Regions from separate parts of the Sus scrofa genome. Here regions 2 and 3 are each linked to region 1. A link is a contact called in public Hi-C data. All regions are on one chromosome and are shown on one strand. The core of a region is the stretch at or near the end of the contact, and the rest is flanking DNA. Distances in the headings are between cores, read along the strand shown. Region 1 holds the start of IKZF2 (zinc finger protein Helios). Region 2 overlaps IKZF2 (zinc finger protein Helios). Region 3 overlaps IKZF2 (zinc finger protein Helios).

The links. A called contact is a pair of places that touch in the nucleus more often than the background predicts.
Region 2: a Hi-C map of skeletal muscle shows a contact between it and region 1, with 4 times the contacts expected there. The contact joins the enhancer-like site here to the promoter of IKZF2 in region 1. A contact is called at or near these places in 2 of 47 Hi-C or Micro-C datasets (blood and skeletal muscle) and 2 of 2 datasets of contacts at active chromatin or transcription factors (alveolar macrophages and skeletal muscle).
Region 3: a Hi-C map of alveolar macrophages shows a contact between it and region 1, with 2.2 times the contacts expected there. The contact joins the enhancer-like site here to the promoter of IKZF2 in region 1. A contact is called at or near these places in 2 of 47 Hi-C or Micro-C datasets (alveolar macrophages and embryonic fibroblasts) and 2 of 2 datasets of contacts at active chromatin or transcription factors (alveolar macrophages and skeletal muscle).

Annotation. Positions count from the first base shown.
Region 1 is chr15:115,676,098-115,678,846 of Sscrofa11.1, forward strand. It overlaps IKZF2 (zinc finger protein Helios), which reads right to left and starts at 1,406. Exons shown (of 8, transcript XM_021076006.1): 1 at 1,094-1,406.
Region 2 is chr15:115,610,423-115,613,122 of Sscrofa11.1, forward strand. All of the region lies in intron 3 of IKZF2 (zinc finger protein Helios), which reads right to left. Among named protein-coding and RNA genes, the nearest start is that of IKZF2, 66 kb to the right of the region's middle. Within about 2 kb of position 1,384, at least 12 of the 83 cell types and tissues checked have an H3K27ac peak or open chromatin away from gene starts, as enhancers often do. A contact at or near this core is called in skeletal muscle, where this site is marked.
Region 3 is chr15:115,580,811-115,583,592 of Sscrofa11.1, forward strand. All of the region lies in intron 3 of IKZF2 (zinc finger protein Helios), which reads right to left. Among named protein-coding and RNA genes, the nearest start is that of IKZF2, 95 kb to the right of the region's middle. Within about 2 kb of position 1,466, at least 4 of the 83 cell types and tissues checked have an H3K27ac peak or open chromatin away from gene starts, as enhancers often do. A contact at or near this core is called in alveolar macrophages, where this site is marked.

The DNA of each region.
Region 1 (2,749 bases), core at 156-2,655:
CATCCCAGAAACAGATTACAAGGAGGGGACGACAAATTAAGGCAGAAGACATCATCTGCAACCCGATTCTCTGAGCGTCCTTTACAGAAATCGTTACCCTAATCATAACCACAATCCATCCCTCCCAGAGAAAAAATGTCTATAGTATTATTATTATTACTGGTTAACAGCAACAAGTCATTTGATCACATCACAGTGCAAAACGAGATGCTATATAATTACACTTAACTTTGAAAACACTCCCCCCCTTTGCAAATCAGATACACATATTTATATATAATCTATGAATCAGAGACAAATAAAACAAGAGCTGTTCTTCGCCACGCAAAAGCCAAGCGGAGATTTACCTCAGCAGTGCATGCAGTAAAATAATCCCATCACCCTTTTGTTTGTGTTTACTGTTAGTGTGTCCTCTCTTTTTCTTTCTTTCCTGTGCCTAACGTGTGTTTGTGCACTGCAGTTGGTGGTGGAAACTAAGGCAGTGGATCTGTAGCTAAGGGTAATCCTGTTTTTACTTCCTCCATCTTCAGCGAGGAGCAGGGTTAGCCCGGGACAGCTGGTCAAACCCCGAGAAACCGATCCGCCTGAGCCAGAGCACATCTCCCCCGCCGGCCGGGCTCGCGCAGACGCCCGCGGGCGGAGGGCTGGCTGGCGGCGGCGGCGGCCACCGCGGCGGCGGCGGCGGCGGGCCCGGGGCGCGGGGACTGGCGGGCAAGAGGACGGGCGTGCGCGCGCGCGTGCGTGTGCGGGGCCTGGGCGCCTGTGCGTGTGTTCGTGTGTGTATGTGTGTGTTTATGTGTGTGTATGTGTGTGTGTGCGCGCGCGCGGGGGGGGCTGGGGAGGGCGCGAGTGCGCGTGTATGCGCGCAGGGCCGCTCGGCGCGCTCGGCAATCGATTACAGGACAAGTGCTGCCCCTGCGGCTCCGCGACGCGCGCACTCTCCTCGCGCCCACCCGCGCGCCGGGCCGCGTACCCCCTGGCCCGGCGCCCCCGGACGGTGGACCCCGCCCCCAGAGGGGGCACCAGGTAACCCGCTTCCGAGAGTACCCCGGCAGCCCCAATCCACACACCCCCGAGTCCTGGTAAATCTCACGTTTTCTGCCGGCTCGAAAGGAAGAATTGTAACGGCGAGGGGAGGTTCATTTCGGCCTCGTGAAGTTTTCTTTCAAACTGGGATTTGTGGTGAGGCCAGGCGAAAGGAGCGAGGCTGCTATCCAGGCGCGCGACGCGGAGCTCCGGGATCGGCGTCCTGGCCGGAGTCTGGGTGTGCGCGTGGACCCACCCACTCGGCTTCGCAATTAACTGTGCCGTGCAATTTCAGAAAAGGGCGCCGGATAGACCGAGGAGAGAGGGGTCCTCGGGAATGGATTGAGAAGGAAAGTCAGGTCTGAGATGAAGCTCAACTATTACTATTTTGAAAGTGCTTTACAGTGCAAGTTTAAAATTAGAGTGTTTACTTGTTTTTTTTTTTTTGTCCACCGGGCATGTGCCACGTCCACCAAAGTCAGAGGAACGGGTGAGGGTCCAAAAAGTTGTTAGGAGTAAACTATTGCCCATCAATAGCATCAATTGGCTATAGAACAGCTTTTGTATTTGGGAAGAACTTATACGGATCGTCAATGAGAAAAAAAAAAAAAAATACATGTTCTTTCTACAACTAGTCGCATTTAGCATCTTTCTCGACCACATTTGCAAAAAGAGGGAATAGAGACTTCTATAATTAAAGAGAAAAGGAAAATGAAAGGAGCTCAAAATACTGAACTGTGTAGTCTGGGTGGCTTACGTTTGAAAACATATGAAATTATCAGGACTGCCAAACAGCATTTCTGAGAAACCATATCACAGATTGTGAAAAAAATCAATGCTGAAAGAGTAGGAACAGGCACTGTAGTCCTACTCCTTTCAAGAATCCCAGAAATAGTTACTGAAGTTTTTTTTTTCTGCTGAGGAAAGAAAAATGATACATGGAAAATACAATCATCAACTATATCTTAAGCGCCATTCTGTATGTCTGGGAAATTTTGGATAACACCTTTTCTTTAGATTTTGGGATTGGGAACGAATTTATTCACATTGATACACACTAAATAATGGACACCATATGTATGACACTGTATTTAAGTTGTTTAATGAATTACTTTTTAAAAGTTTACTTCCTCTAGATTTATTAAACAGCAATTGTACCAGTGGGCTCATTTTTTAAATTATGACAAGTGATAGTCGGTGCTATGCCACAAACAAAATTAACCAATTTTTATTGGAGAGCAAATCATTTGAGCTCAGGCTAACAACTACTTCATGACGATTTTAAGAACACTGTGTGTTATATATTAGTAAAGCAGGTTTAAAAAAAAAAAAAACACCTGTCAGTTATCTAATTAAAAGTAATTTTCCTAAAGTCATATTTGGGAAAAACCAAACAGAACTCCACAAATCACTCTAATCACCCCCATAGATAGCAGAGATTTTAAATTATAATAGAAAATCAGAGTGTTCATAATACATAAATTCTCAATATATAAAGGGTAACTTCTCTAAACTGCTGTAAATCCCCCTAAATATTACACCTAAGTGTTTTAAGTATCTGCAAAATTGTGGAGATCCTTAGAAAAGATGAATTGAAATATATTCAAAATTAAGATGAAATAAATATCAGGATAGTTTCAACAATTTCATTCTTTAGTAGAAGAGAATTTGTTGTAAAGTCTTAAGGAAGCATCCTCAAGTTTCCCCAAACTACCAGTTGATA
Region 2 (2,700 bases), core at 134-2,633, 66 kb before region 1:
TGATTTCATTTAAATAAGGCTTTGTTTAAAAAATCTGATTAAGAACTTTATTCACCATATTCTGACTTCAGAAACTATTTTTAAAGGCTTATTTACAAAAGCCAGTAAAACTGGAATTTATTCATCAACCCATGAGAGTTAGTGTGCTGGTTTCACTGTGGTGTAATAAAAGAATGAGAGAGTGGATATCTACTCAGCAAAGGTGTTGCAGCATTAATGATAGGGAAACTGACCTGAGAAAAACATTTGAAACCCACAACATAATCTGTAGAATGAAGGAGGTGACATGATGTAGGGCTAGCCTGCCGGTCACTACAATGTACTATTTCAGAATTACTTTATCCTGATGGTTAACCTCTTTATGTTTTGCTATGTATACAGAAGAGCAGGTCTGTATTCTAAATTATCCTTGAAGAGGTTGCACCTTGTTAATGATAGGTGTCAAGATCTCCAAGAGAGATGGACTTTACTCACTGGAAAATGTTAAGACTTTCCGGGATCACTCTGGCCAAGCTCTTAAACTTGAGAAGGTGGTGATTAAAAGTTAGCAAGTGGCTCTGCAGTGGTGAGATGTGGAGTAAAGAATAATTGCTAACCCGAACTGCAGGCAACACCAAATAGTAATTTTACCAAATTATTGATCTCAAGACTGCTTAGTTTAGGAATCGTCATCCAATAAGAATTACCTGGACTTGGAAAAAGATCTTTGAATTTTCATCTAAATGCTATACTAATAAATATTTTATTCTTCAATATTCAGCAATACTCCTCAGCATTTAAATAGAACTCTGAATGGAAGCATGTAGAATCTAGGGAAAGAATCTCTGGAATGCTGTTACTGTTTGAATAGTTCCTATCCTGCAAATACCTGCATCCGAACAGGAAAAAAAAAAAAAAAAAAAAAAGCTAGAAGAAAGCTGCAAATGTTATTAATTTACTAGTACTAAACTCCCTGAAAATATCATTTTAACAGTGCAGAATAATATAGGACATGAGGTATGATTCACAAAAAAGCAGACAAAAGCAGCTCTAATTTTCCATAGACAGAAATGTCACCTGTGGCTGCAGGGAAGCAGAACTGATCTTGATGTGGTATTAATTCAGGTGAGTGAGAGGAGTCTACTTATTTTTCGCACGTAAACATGAGCCACAGCAGGGGTAGCTCATTTTCTTTCATATCCCGACAGATGTGATAGTTAGTCCCTCAGCACAACTACAGGGACTAACAACCCTTTCAGAGAGACACCCCCACCCTTTCTACAATCAGGCACCAGTCCCGCAGCCCCTGGCTGTGCTCGAGCAAAGAATTTTAGGAATGGGGAATGGAATGGCATATTCCCTAGAGAGGTTAGCCTGGAATGGGGGTGGAGAGGGGGGAGGAAAAGAGGGCACCCTTCACATCCCTGTCAGTCAACTATTATTAACTATTATGCTGATGGAATGGAATCTAACCTTATACTGGCCACCTCTGGCTTTCTTCCAGATTCAACAGGATTGCCAAAGAAGAGGCTGTGGTTTTATTAAGTGATCTAGCCTTTGCTCCTTAAAGATCTCTCTGTTAATGTAATAGGAAGAGTCTCAACATAATACTCTCTAGCATACATTTACTCTGTTCTGGAAAAAACTTCCATAATACTAGTACACTTAGAGTAGTAATCTTAGGTTTAAAACAAAGGTTAGAGGAGGTCAAATGATGGAAAACCTGAGCAAACCAAAAGTCTTGATATACAATGTATGGTGAGATTAGCCCTGGTAGAGCAGAGAACAAAAATGTGATCTAAATACTGCCTGCTGCTGTATCTGACTCATTATTTCTGTGGGAATTTTGATTTGCATAAAGGTAAGCCAGATCTTATGAGGCAGCAAATACCAACGCACATCACTGACCATATTTCCAAGCCAGAAAACCCCTACAATTTAAAATACTGATTTTAACACTTTGTTGTACCTCCTAGAACTTCAAAGTGTTAAAATCAGTATTTTAAAAATGCAACTAATTTAAATAATAAAGACTCCTTTTATCTATATATGTATGATAAACACTCATTATTATTCGTTCATCCAAACCCTATCCCATTCCAAAATATTTAAAATAGTTTTTAAAATAATATTCCTTTTGTCAAAAATAATAATAACTGAAGATATTTATACCTACTAATTTAATTCCAGGCACTATACTAAGACTTCAGCAAACATTATCTAATGTAGTCATCAAAAATAACCCAGTCAAATAAGTAAGAGTATCCACATTTATAGATGAGGACATCACATCTTAAAAAATTAAATAACTTAGGCAAATCATAATTAGTAAGCAGCAAAATCTCAGAGAATAAAGATATGGAAAGAAGAAAAACACATAATGACAGAAAAACAATGAGTGTCTAACACACATAAAAGATCTGCCATATATGTCAGCAGGAAAGTCATGCATGATGTTCCAAGGTCTGGCAGCTTTGGACTTCAATTACACTGTAAGGAGTTCCATACCAGCACTACCCTGCAAGAGCATTCTGGTTCTCCATTCCTTTGGATAAGACACGTTGTATAAGAGTCAAGACTTCTATCTTCAAATGTTGGAAACAGAGCTCCTGACTTCAGTCCCCAAATCCAATCCTCCTCCCAGTTCTCCCAGGTCAATAAATGACATCATTACTCACCAGGTTGCTTAGGTCAAAACTAGCAGTCATTCCTGACACCTTT
Region 3 (2,782 bases), core at 216-2,715, 95 kb before region 1:
CATGGAGTAGAACTAGTTCCTGAAGAATCTGTCAATATTCAATCCTTTTACTTGTCCACTTTTTCTCTATTCTTTGTCATGCTATGACTTATCAGGGGTTGGTAAGACAGCAATTTGGGAATAAGTCAGTATTATCAACTTTAATCTCTAAACCAACAGTTATGGAGGATGGCCTTTTAGGACTTCCTTTGTGGTCACATTTTGACAGTCTTGTGTCAATTTTTGCTACAAAGATAAATCATACCTATGTGCAGCTCATGCAGTATTTCTTGCACATTTAAAGAGATCTTTACAACAAAATAGATATCCCCAAAGTATCTTCTTTACCTCATTGAAAAACAAACAAACAAATAAAACTAAGGAGCCAAGGAGTCCCCTTGTGGTTCCGTGGTAAAGAACCCGATTACTATCCAAGAGGATGTAGATTCGATCCTGGCCCCACTCAGTGGATTAAGGATCTGGCATTGCTTCGAGCTGTGTCGTAGGTTGCAATGGCTGTGTTGCCAGAAGCTACAGCTACAATTCGACCCCTAGCCTGGGAACTTCCATATGCTACACGTGTGACCCTAAAAAGACAAAAAAAAAGCAAAACAAAACCCCAAAACCCAAGGAGCCAAGCTATCTGACTCCCTGATGGTCTCCCACAATGCAGGGACCCTTCTACAGAACTCCCTTCTATAGCATGCCCGTCAGCAGACCACACACTTTATTGACCAGCAGTGGCACCACTGCTGCCCAAGGGTGAATTTCCATTTTTTGGCAGACAACTAATTTCATAAGAAATGCACAACATGGAGAAAATAAGCCTCGTTTAAACAGAAATGCCACAGGCAACCAACAGTCTATCTCCTTATCCATACTTTAAATGAATGATTGTATTTGCCAAGTCCTAGAGATTCAATATCTGCCATGTCTTACACATCCAACCCCTTGCTGTGCATTTTCATGGCAACACAGAACTTAAGATTCCCCACCTCCTCTCACCTGGAATAATTTCACTAACTTTCTAGCTGATATCTTCAGTTTTCCGCCACATTCCACTCCCCCAATTCAGCCTATATTCAGTGTTTACATTAATCTCCCTAAAACAGAGCTCATATTATTCTACATGTCTTCAAAGACTGCTCACTGCACACAATTAAATAAAAAGGTATTGGTGTGACTCTGAGGACCTCCACAGAAGGGTTCCATCATTTCTCTTGGCCATATGTCTTATTAGTCCCTTAGTTATTCATGCTTTTTCCAGTCATTTTTCAGTCATCCTTCCTGGAACTTATCCTATACATCTCTACTTATTTTCTTCCTGCCCCCTATTATTTTCTGGAATCCTTCCCTTATGTCTATCAATATTAGCACACCATTCAAGGCCTACTTATTTTCCACCTTTTTTCATGAACTGTTTCCCGAGTGCAAAGACACATTACAGTGATTTCATCAGTGTATCTGACTTAACTCTACACTCACTGCAGTGTAAGACATTTGAAAGGAAGTGCTGTCTTTATTCACCATTGTAAAACCATCTTACCCTTACTAGGCACTTAATGAACGTTTTTTGAACTACTGTTGCTGATTTGCCTGTCATACTTCTTTTTTAAGTTACAGAGATCATGTATACATTAACCATAGTGACAAATAATTATAATACAGAGGTTTTAAACAAAAAACATCACCACCATAACATTAATTGAAGGACCACTGCACAAAAGACACATTATATGCATCACATGATTTAATCATGACAGCCACTCTGTGATGTATGTATTATTCTCATTTATAGATGACAAAACCAAAACTCGGAACGGGTAAAGTAACATGTCCAAGTCATACATTTATTCAGTCATAGCTGAGACTAGAACCAAAAACTGCTGACCAAATTCTTGCTATTTCCTCTATATCACCAAAAGCAAAGCAGTTACTAGTTATGGTAAAGAAAAAAAGGATGTCAGTATGCTAAAGAAGAGTGACTTTGAATCAGTGTGTGCCATCTGACATTTTCTTTACTGCATGTTGAATACAGGTGTAGTAGTTTGCCTGATTTGAGCAAAGAGAAATTTGTCTGAGAGCCTGTTTTGGAAGAAGACCAGCTTCCACTGCCAGATTTTCTGAGCATGGATTTTATTTCATATAAGAGCAATCTACTTTGAACTGGTGTTTGGCAACCATCTGCTTAACATAACTGTGGGAGGTTTGTGAAGCAAATTACATGGTGAAATTCTCTCTTTGATAAGGCAAGTACAAATTTTTGAACCAAACTTCCATAAGAAGTAAAGTCATTTTTATAAAATCTAGCTGAGTGGACATATTCCCAAAGGGATCCTCACACTGGATTGCCAGAGGTCACTGAGGACGCTTAAACCAGGTCAGAAGGCAGTGCTGCCGGAGCACTAAAGAGAAAGAGATAAGAAATGAAGCAGGGTTTCTATTACGGGGCCAGGGCAACAGAGGCGAGAACCAAAGCCAGGTGATGCACTTCGGCTTTACTGAGTCTCTGAACTGAAGTGACAGAGAACCCCACAGCTTTCCATAACCTGGCTTCAAATATCCCTGGTTGCCAAAACTTGGAATAAACATCAAAGCTAGAGAAGTTCTTTCCCTGATGTTCCTCCATAAATACTCACTATTTCCATAAAATAAAGAGTGTCAACATTTGGCGCCGAGATGCAGGATTGTTCAGTTAAAAATGTATAACCAAGAAGCACGGTAACAAAAAAGAGAAAACGTGAAGTGGTAATTACGAAAAATGAATCTGGACAACCACCCAGCAAATTTTTATAGATCAGTA